Linked DNA regions of Capra hircus: region 2 is linked to region 1. The links are chromatin contacts, called in public Hi-C maps. All regions are on one chromosome and are shown on one strand. Each heading gives the region's core, a stretch centred on a gene start, on an enhancer-like site or on the middle of the called end of the contact. The rest is flanking DNA. Distances are from core to core; before and after follow the strand shown.

Region 1 (2,853 bases), core at 248-2,747:
GTAGCTCAGTCGTGTCCGACGTCCTGTTAGATGTTTGTAAAAGGCTGCTGGGCTGCACACGTCTGCATCTTAGTGCTCTGAGCTCTGCCTCATTTAGCACGGTGTTTCAGAAGCCTGCTCTTCACTCTCCTTTTGAATATGTCTTCCTTGAAGAACACATTTAAATGAGTTCCCATCTCAATCTAAAAAGATTTTTTAAATTGGGGTGGAGTTGCTTTACAGTATTGTGTTAGTTCCTGCTGTACAAGAAAGGGAATCAACTCTAAGTATACCTGTACCCCTCCCTCTGGAGCCTCCCTCCCACTCCCAGCCCAGCCCACCCCTCCAGGTCATCACAGAGCCGCGAGCTGGGCTCCCTGAAACAGCCGCTTCCCACTAGCTGTCTGTTTTACACGTGGCAGGGTACCTACGTCTAAATGTAAGTCCAGATATTATAAAAGCTTAAGAGGAAAACAGAGGAAGAAAGGTCTTTGACATGAATCGCAGCAAGATCTTTTTTGACCCTCCTCGTAGAATAATGAAACTAAAAACAAAAATAAACGAATGGGACCTAATTAAGCCATCTCAATTTTAGCAGGAAGGGTCCTGAGATAGGGGTATAATCTAGTCATTTGCAAAGTTGAGTTGGTTTGCTCCCTTGTGTGGAAATGTGTCATCCATAATGACAGAGAAGTATTAGTCGATTCAGTCCTGTCCAACTCTCTATGACCCCATGGACTGTAGCCCCCCAGATTTCTCTGTCCTTGGGATTCTCCAGACAAGAACACTGGAGTGGGTTGCCATTCCCTTCTCCAGGGGATCTTCCCAACCCAGGAAGCAAACACAGGTCTCCAGCATTGCAGGCAGATTCTTTACCATCTGAGCCCCCTGGAAAGCCCCTAATAATGACAGAAGCTGATGTCGAACTTGAGACTCACTGCACCCTGGGTGGAGAGCTGGGGGTGGCCAGACTCCGAGCTAGCCCAACTCAGCTCCGACATCCAAGCTGCAGGATTTGAAGCCTGTGATTTCAACTCCTCTGAGCCTCTGTTTCCTCATCTATAAAATCAGGAAAATAATACCCAGTGTGCAGCATTGTTGGGAGGTTGGAGATACAAACAAGCAAGATGGTGACTAGGCTAAGAGGTGGTCATTGTGATTTACTGACATTTCCTCTTTTTTTTTTTTGATAATTTAGAATTTGGGGTCAAAAAGAGCCCTATTCCCCTGTAGTGCTGCAAGGAGATGTGTCTGTGGACATTCTGCCCTGATCAAGCTTCTTCAGCTTTCACTGGGCTGGCTCCTGCCCTCTTGCAGCAGGCAGCTTTAACTCTTCAGTCCAGGGGAAGTTGGCGTTCAGACCTCCCAAAGATGCCCCCACAGGCAGCAGCCTTGTTATGTGGAAAGCCCCTGAGAAGAGGTCCTTTCTTCCTCGCCACCCTTGAAGTGTGGTTTCACCAGTGTTTCTCAGCCTCTCGTGTACAAACAAGTTCCCAGGACCTTGCTGAGACGTGGATTTGGGTTCACAAGTCTGCGTGGGGACTGCGTTTCTGTGTGGCTGACAAATTCTTGGGTAATGCCAAAGGCGCTGGTCCAGGGACCACATTTTAATGAGAAAGAACTACAGTCCCCAAATCAGAGTTTTCCTCAGATTTATTAAGACCCCAATTAGGGGCCAGTTCTTGTAAGAGTGGGTGCCCAAACTACCTTGATGTATTTGGGGTTCCTGTTCTAATACAAGATCCAGACCATCCAGTTTCGCTGAACTTGGCCTCCTTGTGGGTTTGATCCTTGGATCAGGAAAATCCCCTGGAGGAACGCATGGTGATCCACTCCAATATTGTTGTTTGGAAAATCCCATGGACAGAGGAGCCTGGCAGGCTACAGTCTGTAGAGTCACAAAGAGTCTGACATGACTGCAGTGACGTAGCACACACATAGCACATGACTTCTTTGTGAGATGGAGAGACTGGGCTGGCTGAAATCTCTTGGGTCCGTCTCAGAGACCAAATGTGGTACTCCTCTTCCTTTTGGATACAGGACAAATCCGGAAAGATGCAGAAGAGCATCTATTCAAATCAGCTGATTTGACTCTCCTATGATTGAGGGCAGGAGGAGAAGGGGGAGACAGAGGATGAGATGGTAGGATGGCATCACTGACTCAATGGACATGAGTTTGAGCAAACTCTGGGAGATAGTGAAGGACAGGGAAGCCTGGTGTGCTGCAGTCCATGGGTTCAAAAAGAGTCAGACACGCCTTAATGAATGAACAGCAATGAGTCCAAGGATCAAAGTGATTCAGTTGTATTAGGAAAAATGTGTAATAGAATTTGAACTGATCATCAGAAATAGTTTAATATGCCAACTAGAAGTTCAATGACTCATCTACAAACAACTAGAGATTCTGGCTGTATATCATAATTATCAGAAAATACAATATACTGAATGTTTTGGAATTCTCTAAGAAAGTATGTTTTCATTTCCTTTTGTTATGTAGACAGCATAACAAATCCAGTTAGGTTTTCTCAGATGAAACTGTGCTTGGTTTTCTGTTCTCTTATACTTCTGAAACTTGTTGGTGTTTTAATGGTTATATCTTAATAGCAGTGTTTCTTTCATGGAAACCTTTGAATGGCAACTTGCTCTTTTCTGAGATATTTTAAAAGGAAATTGTATTTGAACGGTCTAAAAGAGAATCCAGGGCTTTCTAGGGGATTTTGTCACTTGGGTTTTCTTTACTTATGATCTCATTGTCGAGGATTGTATAAGCTTCCAAGAATCAAAGGGATAGCAGTTTCTAATAAGTCCATGCAAACATAAGATTATTTTCATTTTTATTTGTATTAAATACATTCACTCCACTGGCACCAACCT
Region 2 (3,125 bases), core at 38-2,537, 68 kb before region 1:
AGTAGGGCAGAGACAACCCCAAACCCTCCTATCTTTTAAAGACAATGGGACAAGTGTCAGAATCTCTCTCCTTTCAGGCAATCCTAACGCAGGAGAAGGGGGGAAAATTGAGTTTTTCAAATGTCCAATGCCCCAAATTCCAATTCCACTAAAAAATGCCGGAAACAGACTCCTCTTCCCAAACTGAGACTAGAAGCAATTCGGACAGGCTCATTGTCATATGACTGATAAGTCACTGGTTGTGCAAACATTGGTTCCCCCTCCCCCTTTTTTTTTCTGGTCAACAAAAGAAGCAGGTAAGAAAAACAAGGCAGATGGAGGCAAATCTTAAGGATTCCCAAGGTAAAGAAACTAAAAATGGCCTGGTAGAGAAAAGGAGCTTGTGGGTGTTTCGCTGGTGAAACTCTTAAGTAAAAAAAGAAAGAAAAACCTGTATGTACAAACACCAAAAAGGCAAAACGAAAACAAAATCCCTAAAAAAAAAAAAAAGAAGAAGAAGAAAAAATAGCCTTGGCAGTACATGCGGGTTCATATGACCAGGTCCAGCTGTGGAGAGCCTGGAGCTGGAACAAGCACCAAACTTCTGCCAAGGGCTGGGGCCGAGATCAGGCCGCGGAGCTGGGTCTACGCTCGGGAAGACGGTTCAGCAGCCCCAGAAAACAGCAAGAACACGGGGAGCGCCCGGCGCCGCTGCGCCCCACTCAGATGACAACTCCGCTCCACGCTCTGAAAGGCCCCTTTAAAGTGCCTTCTGCGCCGGAGGCAAAAGTACGTTTTAACAATAATTATCTTAATTTTTTTAAAAAAATTTACCCAAACCATTAAAAAAAGAAGAAAAAGAACTGCACCTCCAAGCACACACCGTCCTGCGGGTGCATGCACGCACTCCATGCTCGGCGCACCGGGACACCTGGCTCACGAAAATCCTTATTTACCTGTTGCCAATATTCCTCCAGGGAGGGCAGCGCCGAGAAGTAACCAGTCTCGTGCACAATCTGGAGTTCCTGGAAGATGCTGCACATTGGGAGCACATCCATGTCGGGTTGGAAGAGACCGTCCCCGCTGCTGTAAAAACAGGGAGGCGTGCGGTCTGCAGTCGGGAGCGCGGCGGCCGTGCCTGCAGCGCCGGGGAAGTTCATGCAAACTCAAGTGCGCAGCGATTAGGCGCCGCGGGTTCGGGTCCTGGCCGGAGCCCGGAGACGCGCTCGCGAGCCCGCACAATATTTGCAAACACCGGACTGACTGCAAACGTAACCCCTGCAAAACTTCCCTATTCAAAGCTCCGCTGCCAGCCTCCCCTCCTCCCCGCCCAGCTCCCCCCGCCGCCGCCTCCCCACGTGACTCGCCCGCGCCCGCCCCGCGCGCCGCCCAATCACGCCGCTCCCGGCCCGGGGGCTGCGCGGCGATGATGTCAGCTCTGGCCAATCGCGGGCGGCGGCTCACCGCGGCCCCGCCTGGCGTGACCGAGCCTCTCCATCACCGCCTTCTCCATTGGCAGAATTCGAACTTCGGCCGGTTCTGATTGGGAGGCGGTTTCGCAGGCTATTTTTAGCAGGGTATATAAGGCGCGGGCCGTCTCGCGCCGGAGGAGTCGGAGCTGGGAGGTGCGCGGCCGAGAGGCTGCGTGCGCCGCAGCCGGTCGGGCCGAGGGGACCCGGTGTCCCTGCCCTTCTCGTCCCGGTCCCGGTCCCGGTCTTGGCCCCGGTCTTCCCGTCCTCGTCCCCGAAGCCCTGGTCCCTGTCCGTCGGGCTGATCGCCCGGGCCCGGCCCTGGTTTCCCCGTCGTCGTGTCCCCGTCCTTGTCCCCTCAGCCCTGGTCCACGTTCGTCGGGTCTGTCGCCCGGGCCCTGGTCCCCTGACCCTCCGCCGAGCTGAGGGGAGCGCGGCTGGATCTCCTCTGTCCCTCGCTCCGACCTCGGGCTGGCCGGCCGTTCTCTATCCCCCTCCGTCCTTCCATCCTCTCGGTGCCCCCTCCGTCCTTCCACCCTCTCGGTGCCCCCTCCTGCCCCAGCTGTAGATTCCCGTCTCCATCCCCGTCCGTCACCCTCTTTCCCCCCTCCTTTTCGCTCCATTATCCCTCTGTACCTGCCCCGTTTCCATCTGCACCCACCACCCGCGCTGTGTCCCCCTCCCTCCCCGTTCCATCCCCCTCTGTCCCCAGGTGGCACCTGTGACCCCGGAGTGGGGGGCTGACCAGCCCTACAGGTGTGCTGAGGGACAGGAGGGCCCTAGTCGCCGGGCTGTGTTGTATATGAATCTGAGTTTCCCCCTTAAGCCTCCCTCACAAGGACAGGGCACTTACCTGGGGGACCACGGTGGTGCCACATCCTCACCCCGCTGCCTGCCTAACCTACAGGAGCAGAGTGGCCTGGAAGACCCAAGTTGGATCTCCTGGCTTTTGAGGGGGTTATGTACACTCTTGATTCTCCCGAACACATTTTTATTTTTAAAAAGGGGGCATCTTGTTGGGGCAGGTGGGGTTATAAATAGAGGGAGCCTATAACGATCTTAGTAGGGTCCCCCATCCACACCAGCTGTGTATGTTTTAGAAACCCAGGGTCTGATCCCAAACCTACAGAGTCCCGGCCATTGTGTTTTAATCAAGCTCTCCAGGTGAATCTGTTGCCACTGAAGTCTGGGAAATGGGGGTTCTAGACACTGTCCCTGTGCTTGTTGTCTACAGGGATATAGACATTGTCATTGTACTTGTCGCCTACCGCAGAGCAGTCCTCATTCCAAGACCCATTTGGAGACCCTCATGAAGATTAACAACTAGACTTGTCCCTAGTGAATGTGAAAACAATTCAAGTTATGTTGAGCTGACATTTAATGTATGTCTTTTTTTTTTTTTTTGCTATATAAATTATCTCCTGAAATATACCATAATGTTCATTTTCTAGCAAAATGCCAAGACCAAGAAGAATATGCCTTTTAAAATTTGAAATAGAAAACTGAATTATAGCTACTACCTCCATTTTTATTTCAAAATAGAGTTTAATGAGACATCTTTTAAATAAATTTTTTTTTAATGAAGTATGTAAAAGACTTTTGAGAGGATTTTGTTATGTTAGATTTTAGCAGACTTGAGTTTGCCTGTGACCCTGTGAGATTGTAGGCAGGGACCTT

What was found. A called contact is a pair of places that touch in the nucleus more often than the background predicts.
Region 2: a Hi-C map of blood shows a contact between it and region 1, with 2.4 times the contacts expected there. The contact joins the promoter of KLF6 here to the enhancer-like site in region 1. A contact is called at or near these places in 2 of 5 Hi-C or Micro-C datasets (both in blood).

Annotation. Positions count from the first base shown.
Region 1 is chr13:43,939,730-43,942,582 of ARS1.2, reverse strand. No RefSeq gene overlaps it. Among named protein-coding and RNA genes, the nearest start is that of KLF6, 68 kb to the left of the region's middle. Within about 2 kb of position 1,497, at least 1 of the 5 cell types and tissues checked has an H3K27ac peak or open chromatin away from gene starts, as enhancers often do.
Region 2 is chr13:44,006,825-44,009,949 of ARS1.2, reverse strand. KLF6 (Krueppel-like factor 6) reads right to left here and starts at 1,287. Exons shown (of 5, transcript XM_018057331.1): 1 at 936-1,287.